Regions from separate parts of the Sus scrofa genome. Here region 1 is linked to region 2. The links are chromatin contacts, called in public Hi-C maps. All regions are on one chromosome and are shown on one strand. Each heading gives the region's core, a stretch centred on a gene start, on an enhancer-like site or on the middle of the called end of the contact. The rest is flanking DNA. Distances are from core to core; before and after follow the strand shown.

Region 1 (3,751 bases), core at 74-2,573, 89 kb after region 2:
TGGATACTAGTCGGGGTCATTAATACTGAGCCACAACGGGAATTTCCTAGCAAGACTTTGGTATGATGCAACGTACCACGGGAGGTGACATCCCATCACCTTTGCCATATTCTATTGGTTAAAAGCACGTCACACATCCCACTCACACAAAGGCATGAAAACTAGGAGGCAGGGATACAAGGGGTTACCTTAGAGTCTGTCTGCCACTAAAGGTTTCCCCGAGGAAGGAACAATGGAGCTGGAATCCAACAAAGGAACTAACCATATGGATGGGGGAGGAAGCACTGACCAGGTTGAGAGAACAAGCGGGCAGGACGCGCATACAGCATTTACAAAGGATCAAGCATGGTGACTAGCAATACTGTATCACTCTTCTGCTCAACAACCATCAGTGGCTCCTCAAGACCCACAACTTTGCCCTATATTCGAAGCCAGATAGGCCATGTCCTTGCACTCACTGTCTCTCTCCAGTGTCCTCTCCAGTGGTGGCTTCACTCATCACTTCCACCCACGTAGACTGCCCCTGGCCCTCCTGTATATACTCCATCTATAGATAAGTCAAGGCCCAGCATCAAATGATCTCTAAACAATATTTTTGAACATCTATGATCATTCTATTTATGATATATACTCCATCTATAGATAAGTCAAGGCCCAGCATCAAATGATCTCTAAACAGTATTTTTGAACATCTATTATCATTCTATTTGTGAACAACATTTAAATATTTTGAACATCCATGCTAGAGCTTCCTGGAATTGCAAAGCCTGAGATATGATTTCTGGATGCTAGGTAGAGGGGGTAGGGCTGGAATGAAGATCTAAATAAAAAGAGGAAGAACAGGAGGTCCCCTGCTCAAGGTTCAGCCCATGGGACAGTTGGTAAGTCTTGCAGGGATCTTAGAACACAGAGAAAGCTCGATTTCATAGAGTGGTTCATGATCTGTCAGTATTCTTAGGCTAGAAACTGCAAATAGATTCCAAAGGGGCTCAGTCAAACTGACGTTTTTCTGGGAAGGACAGTTGGAGCCAGAAGCTGCCTGGCCGCAGCCCACACTGCTAGATAACCTGGCCAGGCCAAGTCAGTCCTTGTCTGGCACCAACAGCTTGGTTGGCAGAAGTAGGGGACAGCACCGGAAGTTCTCCTGCCCTTCAGCCTAGGGATCCCTGACCACGTTCAGAGCCTGTCCCTTAAAGGCTGGAAGAGGCCCCAGCAGCACTGCAGCCTTAGCCACATCACCAGGGGAAAAGAACAAGGAAGAGAAAAGCGACCCACGTCAGTGGCCCAAGGCCTGTTCCTCCAGCCGACAGCTGGGAGGGGGGAGCTGGGCTGGGGGCGGGGCCGGCGGTGGAGGGCGGGACCACCGGGGGCCGGGCCGGTAGTGGTGGGCGGGGTCGGAGGGGCTGTTTCGCCAGCCCCACCTCCTAGGCTAGAAAGGAGCTGGCCTTGGAAGCTGCAAGCCGGGCCTTGGAACCACCACCTGCCCAAAGCTCTGATTGGGGGTTGAGTCTCTGCAGCTGCCTTGGAGGGCAGAGGCAGCCTGGATCTAGGGGCAAAAGAAGGCCTGACACCCCCGGGTTTCTTCTCCGCCCTGCCCACCACAATCTTCCTTAGTACCTGCTCTACACGGAAGCCAGAGGCTTTTTCTCATGGCCCACTAAAGCTTCTAACTTTGCTTTGAGGGCAGAATACCCTCCCCCCTCCACACACACAATCTGATTCCTCCCCTGCTCCCTACTCACCTTGTCTCATCTTCCATCATCAAGACAGAACCACCCCCAGGTAGCTCCGCATGGCCTTTCTACAAACTAGTCCTTACACTTGGAACACTGTTCCCACCCTTCTTCATCTAATTCCAACCTATTTTTCAGGCTTAGATAGAGATCTACTCTGGAAAGCATTCCTTGACCCTCCCATCCTGCTGTGGGCTTGTGGGCTCGGCCCCCCCAGTCCAGTCATCTTACATCACAATTGCCTGACTGCCTGTCTGTTCTTCTCCTTCCTCCCTCTTCTTCCTCCCCTTCCCCCTCCCCCCACCTAGACTACGGGGTTGCTGCAGTATCTCCAGAGCCTGGCCCAGGCATGGTACTCAGAATGATCACAGGCGTCCTGTCCGGTGGTCCTCTACCATTTCCTATACCTCTACCTGGACGGCAGGCTTCTGCAGTTAGTTCATCTCTTAGAGCAGCAGGTCACAAACTAGAGCAAGCATCAGAGACACTTCAGTGCCACAAAAGGGAGCTTATTAAAATACAGACTGCTGGGCTCCATCTCCAGAGTTTCTGATTCAGTAGGTCTAGAGCGGGGCCTGAAAATATGCATTTCTAAAAAGTTCCCAGGTGATGTTGCAGCTGCTGGCCCAGGGACCACACTTGAAGAATCATGACTTATAACCCGTGGACTAAGAGAAAATACTTGCAAATGATGCAGAGCTTGATTTCCAAAATATACAAAGAGCACATATAACTCAACAACAAAAAACCAAACAACTCAATCAAAAAACAGGCAGAAGGTCTAAACAGACACATCTCTAAAGATGATATACAGATGGCCAACAGGCACATGAAAAGATATTCAACACCACTAATTATTAGAGAAATGCAAACCAGAACTACAATGATTTACCACCTCACACCGGTTAGAATGGCCATCATCAAAAAGACTACAAATAACAAATGCTGGAGAAGGTGTGGTGAAAAGGGAACCCTCCTACACTGTTGGTAGCAATGTAAATTGGTACAGCCACTCTGGAAAATAGTATAGACATTGCTCAAAAAACTAAAAATAGGGAGTTTCCTTGTGGCACAGTAGATTAAGGATCCAGCATTATCTCTGCAGGGGCTCAGGTCACAGCTACAGCACAGATTCAATCCCTGGCCAGGGATCTTCCACATGCCACAGGTGTGGACCAAAAATCCCCCAAAACTAAAAACAGAATTACTATATTATCCAGCAATCCCACTCCTGGACATATATCCAGAAAAAATGAAAACTCCAGTTCTTTTTTTTTTTTTTTTTTGTCTTTTGTCTTTTCTAGGGCTGCCCCCATGGCATATGGAGGTTCCCAGGCTAGGGGTCAAATTGGAGCTGCTGCTGCCAGCCTACACAAGAGCCACAGCAATGCCAGATCTGAGTCATGTCTGCGACCTACATCACAGCTCATGGTATCACCGGATCCTTAACCCACTGAGCAAGGCCAGGGATCGAACCCTCAACCTCATGTATGCATTGGACTCGTTTCCGCTGCGCCACGACAGAAACTCTGAAAACTCCAATTTGAAAAGATATGTGCACCCCAAGGTTCACTGCAGCAACATTTTCAATAGCCAAGACACGGAAGCAACCTAAGTCTCCACCAACAGATGAATGGATAAAGAAGATGAAATACACAAATACAATGAATACTACTCAACCATGAGAAAGAATGAAATATTTCAATTTGCAGCAACATGGATGGACCTAGAGATTATCATCCCAAGTAAAGTAAGTTACATAGACAAAGATATATTATATATCGCTTATATATGGAATCTAAAAAACAACACAAATGAACTTATTTACAAAACAGAAACAGATTCACAGACACAGAAAACTCAAGGTTAACATAACCAAACTATGGTTACCAAAGGGGAAAGGGGGGGAGAAGGATAAATTAGGAGTATAGGATTAACAGATACACACTACTATGTATAAAACAAACAAAAAGGATTTACTGTATAGCACAGGGATATTATATTCAATATCTTGTAAT
Region 2 (3,577 bases), core at 1,042-3,541:
ACATCAGGCACTGTGCTAACTGCTCTTTACATTTATTTCCTCATTTATTTTAATCCTTGTGATAATCCTATGAGCTAAGTTTCAGCTACTGATTTCCCAAAGTGGGAAACCAAAGTTAAATGGATAAGTAACTTGACTCAGGTCACACAAGCAGCAGGTGACAGCTGGGACTCAAACCTAGGTCTTCCTGCTTCCAAAGCTACACACTTAACCCAAAGCACAAACATCCCTAAGCGTGAACAGTACAAGACAGCCCATCAGAGAGGAGAGCCGGGTCCTGGGACACAGAGCTGAGAAGGGACATGGTGTGTGGCATCATGTGCTGCTGCCGACAGCTGTGGGAGTCCTGCCGATGCCAACGCCCAGCTGCTAAGATACCACCTGTCTCCCAGCCTCGGACCCACAGCCACCTCATGTAATATTTCTTCAGCCACTGATAAAAAAGGAAGGCCAACACCATTGGTGCAGCATCAGGACATTTCATAGCTATCTCCAGGGACTGAATCAGTTCTTTTCTTGATATGCAAAGATTTCTCCTCTATTCTAGAGATAAGGCCATATATTGAGAGGTTATGTTTGAAACCCTTTGGGCAAATACTAGATGTTATCTCCACTGTTGAATATTCACATGATTTTTTATAATCCTAATCCTAATGGGTATATGGAAACTGCCTTTAAAACCCACGAGATCAGGTGTCACTAACCGCTTAGCACTGTGGCAAAAAGTAAACGTAACATAATGTCTGAACTACTTCCTCTGTGCTGGTCTCCGTGTACCAGAAAGTGGTGGGAGTGAATGGATGGATGCAGTGTCCCTTTCATGCTTCAGCAACCCCTTCACAAGGCCACTGGCTTCTGGGTACCTCGGGGCAGGACAGACCCCCCAACCTCCAGAGTACAGTTCTAGGGCCCCAGTGTTCCAAGAGAGGGAGGAACATCAACTTCTAAAACAAAGGCAGTCAGAAGCATATGGGATGAGGGGAGAGAACCAATACTCCAGCACTTGTGCCGCGAAAAGGATGTGCTGCGGGGCATCCGCTCATTCTTACGTAAGGAGTAATGGTGAACTGCGATCTGGAATTAAGATCGCTGCTATCAAGGCAATGGGAAACAATTTCGTCTCCTGGTCACATCTGGGACCCTGGAATCATTTTAAGTTTCAGCCTATATCTGACTGATCATTGTGTAGCCGGTTCTAAGCTCACATACCCTCACAGCTTCAACGATCCTAGGACATGGATGTTGTCTCTCCCATACCTGCATGGAAGCCAGAGCTCAGGGAAATTATGTCTGTGGTCACAGAGATGGAAGAGGATAGCTGGGGACCAGACCAGATATCTTGATGCCAAGTCCAGGGTTCACTGCATGTTGTGCAAGTTTACTATTATATAAACTGGGATTTGCATGGTCATCCTCATGATAGCCAAGCTCTTGTTTTGCTTTCAAAAGAGAAAGAATAAATCATGTTGAAGGGGGCTCATAGAAGGCCAAGGCATGAAGTGTTCAGTGAATGGACACAAGCAGTTTCATGGACAGAGCAGAGACCAGCTCTGACTGAAGAGGAGTGAGGGAAGACCCCAGAGAGGTGAGGCCACCCACTGGGGAGGAGCAGCTTTGGAGGTTAACAAAACCCCTACAAGTGCAGACATGGAGGCAGGCAAGCACAAAGAAAGGGACTCGTGTGGGAAACCCCTTTGATCAGGGCTTCTTAACCTTGGTGTTAACATTTTAGACCAGATAATTCTTTGTTCAGGGGACTGCATTATAGGATATTTAGAGCTTCACCCACTAGGTGCCAGTAGCACCTCCACCCTGCCTCCTTGTGACAATCAAAAGAGTCTCCAGACGCTGCCAAGTGTCCACTGTTGAGAACCACTGCTTCAGATGGCAGTGTGTCAGCAACTGGGGCCTGGCTGGATATGGGGTCTGGGGAGGAGCAGAGCAGAAAGGGGAGGCCACGAACCAGACAGGAAAGGGGACAGATGTGTGCCGAGTGTCCTCTCATCAACCCCTTCAAATACAGACTCTAACAACATCAGGACAAATGGAGCCAAGCAGGACCCCAGGATGAGGCCCCTTTGAAGGATGCTCAGCAGGACCCTGCTGAGAGAAGAACATTGCAGGAGGAAAGAAAGGATTTTAGACTTGACAGCTTGCAAAGGGCTCTTTACTCCTTTCAGTGAACTGAAGCAAGAGAGGAAGACAGGGGAAATGCTACAGGAGCCTGGAAACCCCAAGCTTATCTGAGAGGCTCTAAGGGACCTGGATGAGAAGGAGAGTGAGCTGTGATGTGTCTGTGACAGAGGCATCATCCTTCCCTTCACTGGCTATCTCCACTCCTGCACCTCTCAGCCTTGGACCGCACTTGCCCAGGAAAAGCAGAAAGGAACTGGAATACATATCCTGGGAGACAGGAAGGAGAAGGGGGGTGAAGATGCAAATTCTGAGGTTCAAGAGAGAGACACTGACAGAGTTCAAATAGTGGGCCATGTTTCTCAGTGAAACGAAAACCAGGCAGAACAGGGTCTGGGGGTTTGCAGAGCGGAAAGAGGCAGAGAAACGACTATTTACAAAATGTCCACCAAGGGTGAGGCACATTCAGCTTTCACAGCAGCATAAAATACCTACAAACAGTAAAGGCATTACGGCCTTTTTATAGCAGAGCAAAGCACAGGGTGGGGAGGCGAGGGATTTCACTGGGAGGGCCTCTCGGGACGACCAGGCCAGGTTGGCAGGTTCCCCATGCCGTGCCTCCCCTTGGCCTCAGGACCCACAGCCTCTTGGCCCCTCACCTGCCCATCTGCTCCACTAGACTAAGACCATAAGGGCCTGTTCTGGTTCCGTGTCTCCGGCATTTCCTTACGTGCCAGGCACAGGCCCCCGTTACAGAGGAAGCAGGCAAGAGTTAACGCAGAGGCAAACAAAGAGCCTGCCACCACCGAGGCCCCGCTGTGTGAGCCGAGGGCAGACGCAGCGCACACCCCGTTACGTAAGTGCTGCTCCTGCTCTGCTCGCGGCCACGGGAGGAAAGCGGGGCTCTTTCCTTTCCTGTGCTATATATAATCTCGGTTTTGGCAGAGGGGCATGCTGAGTTCCACAGCTCGGTCACATTAGATATTAATTTTTTTTCTTAAAAATTCGGCAAATTTTCTTTTACTAGTGATGATGCAAAATAATAATACAGAATTGGCTTAAGATTTAGATACTTTTCCCACATTTCCAGCATTTTTCTCCTTCAAAAACAGTCTTTATTTCTGGTTCTACTTCAAGAAGCAAAGGAAGGGTGAAAATGAGAGGACGAACAGACAGCTTGCAACATCCTCTCATCACAGCCTTGATGTTGGCACTCCTAGGTGCCAATCCCAGGTGGGGCAGTGTTTCCCTTTTCAGGCCTCCAACCCCAGATGGGACAATGTTACCCTTTGGTAATTAGGGGCCGATCCATTAATGGATACAGAGTAGGCCAGGTTTGTTTTTGATTTTGCTCATCTGCCTCCTAAGCCCTAACCCTGGAATCCTTGACCTCATGACTACGGAATGAGTATTTCTTCACAGAATCACTCAACTGTCCTGGGAC

Evidence for each region. Hi-C and Micro-C count contacts between places; a contact is called where the count stands out from the background.
Region 1: a Hi-C map of liver shows a contact between it and region 2, with 5 times the contacts expected there. The contact joins two enhancer-like sites. A contact is called at or near these places in 19 of 47 Hi-C or Micro-C datasets (adipocytes, alveolar macrophages, brain and 9 more) and 2 of 2 datasets of contacts at active chromatin or transcription factors (alveolar macrophages and skeletal muscle).

The regions. Positions count from the first base shown.
Region 1 is chr17:43,982,203-43,985,953 of Sscrofa11.1, forward strand. No RefSeq gene overlaps it. Among named protein-coding and RNA genes, the nearest start is that of LPIN3, 9.6 kb to the right of the region's middle. Within about 2 kb of position 1,324, at least 28 of the 83 cell types and tissues checked have an H3K27ac peak or open chromatin away from gene starts, as enhancers often do. A contact at or near this core is called in liver, omental adipose tissue, retroperitoneal adipose tissue and 2 more, where this site is marked.
Region 2 is chr17:43,891,875-43,895,451 of Sscrofa11.1, forward strand. It overlaps a transcript of ZHX3 not described here. Among named protein-coding and RNA genes, the nearest start is that of ZHX3, 35 kb to the left of the region's middle. Within about 2 kb of position 2,292, at least 28 of the 83 cell types and tissues checked have an H3K27ac peak or open chromatin away from gene starts, as enhancers often do. A contact at or near this core is called in liver, omental adipose tissue, retroperitoneal adipose tissue and 2 more, where this site is marked.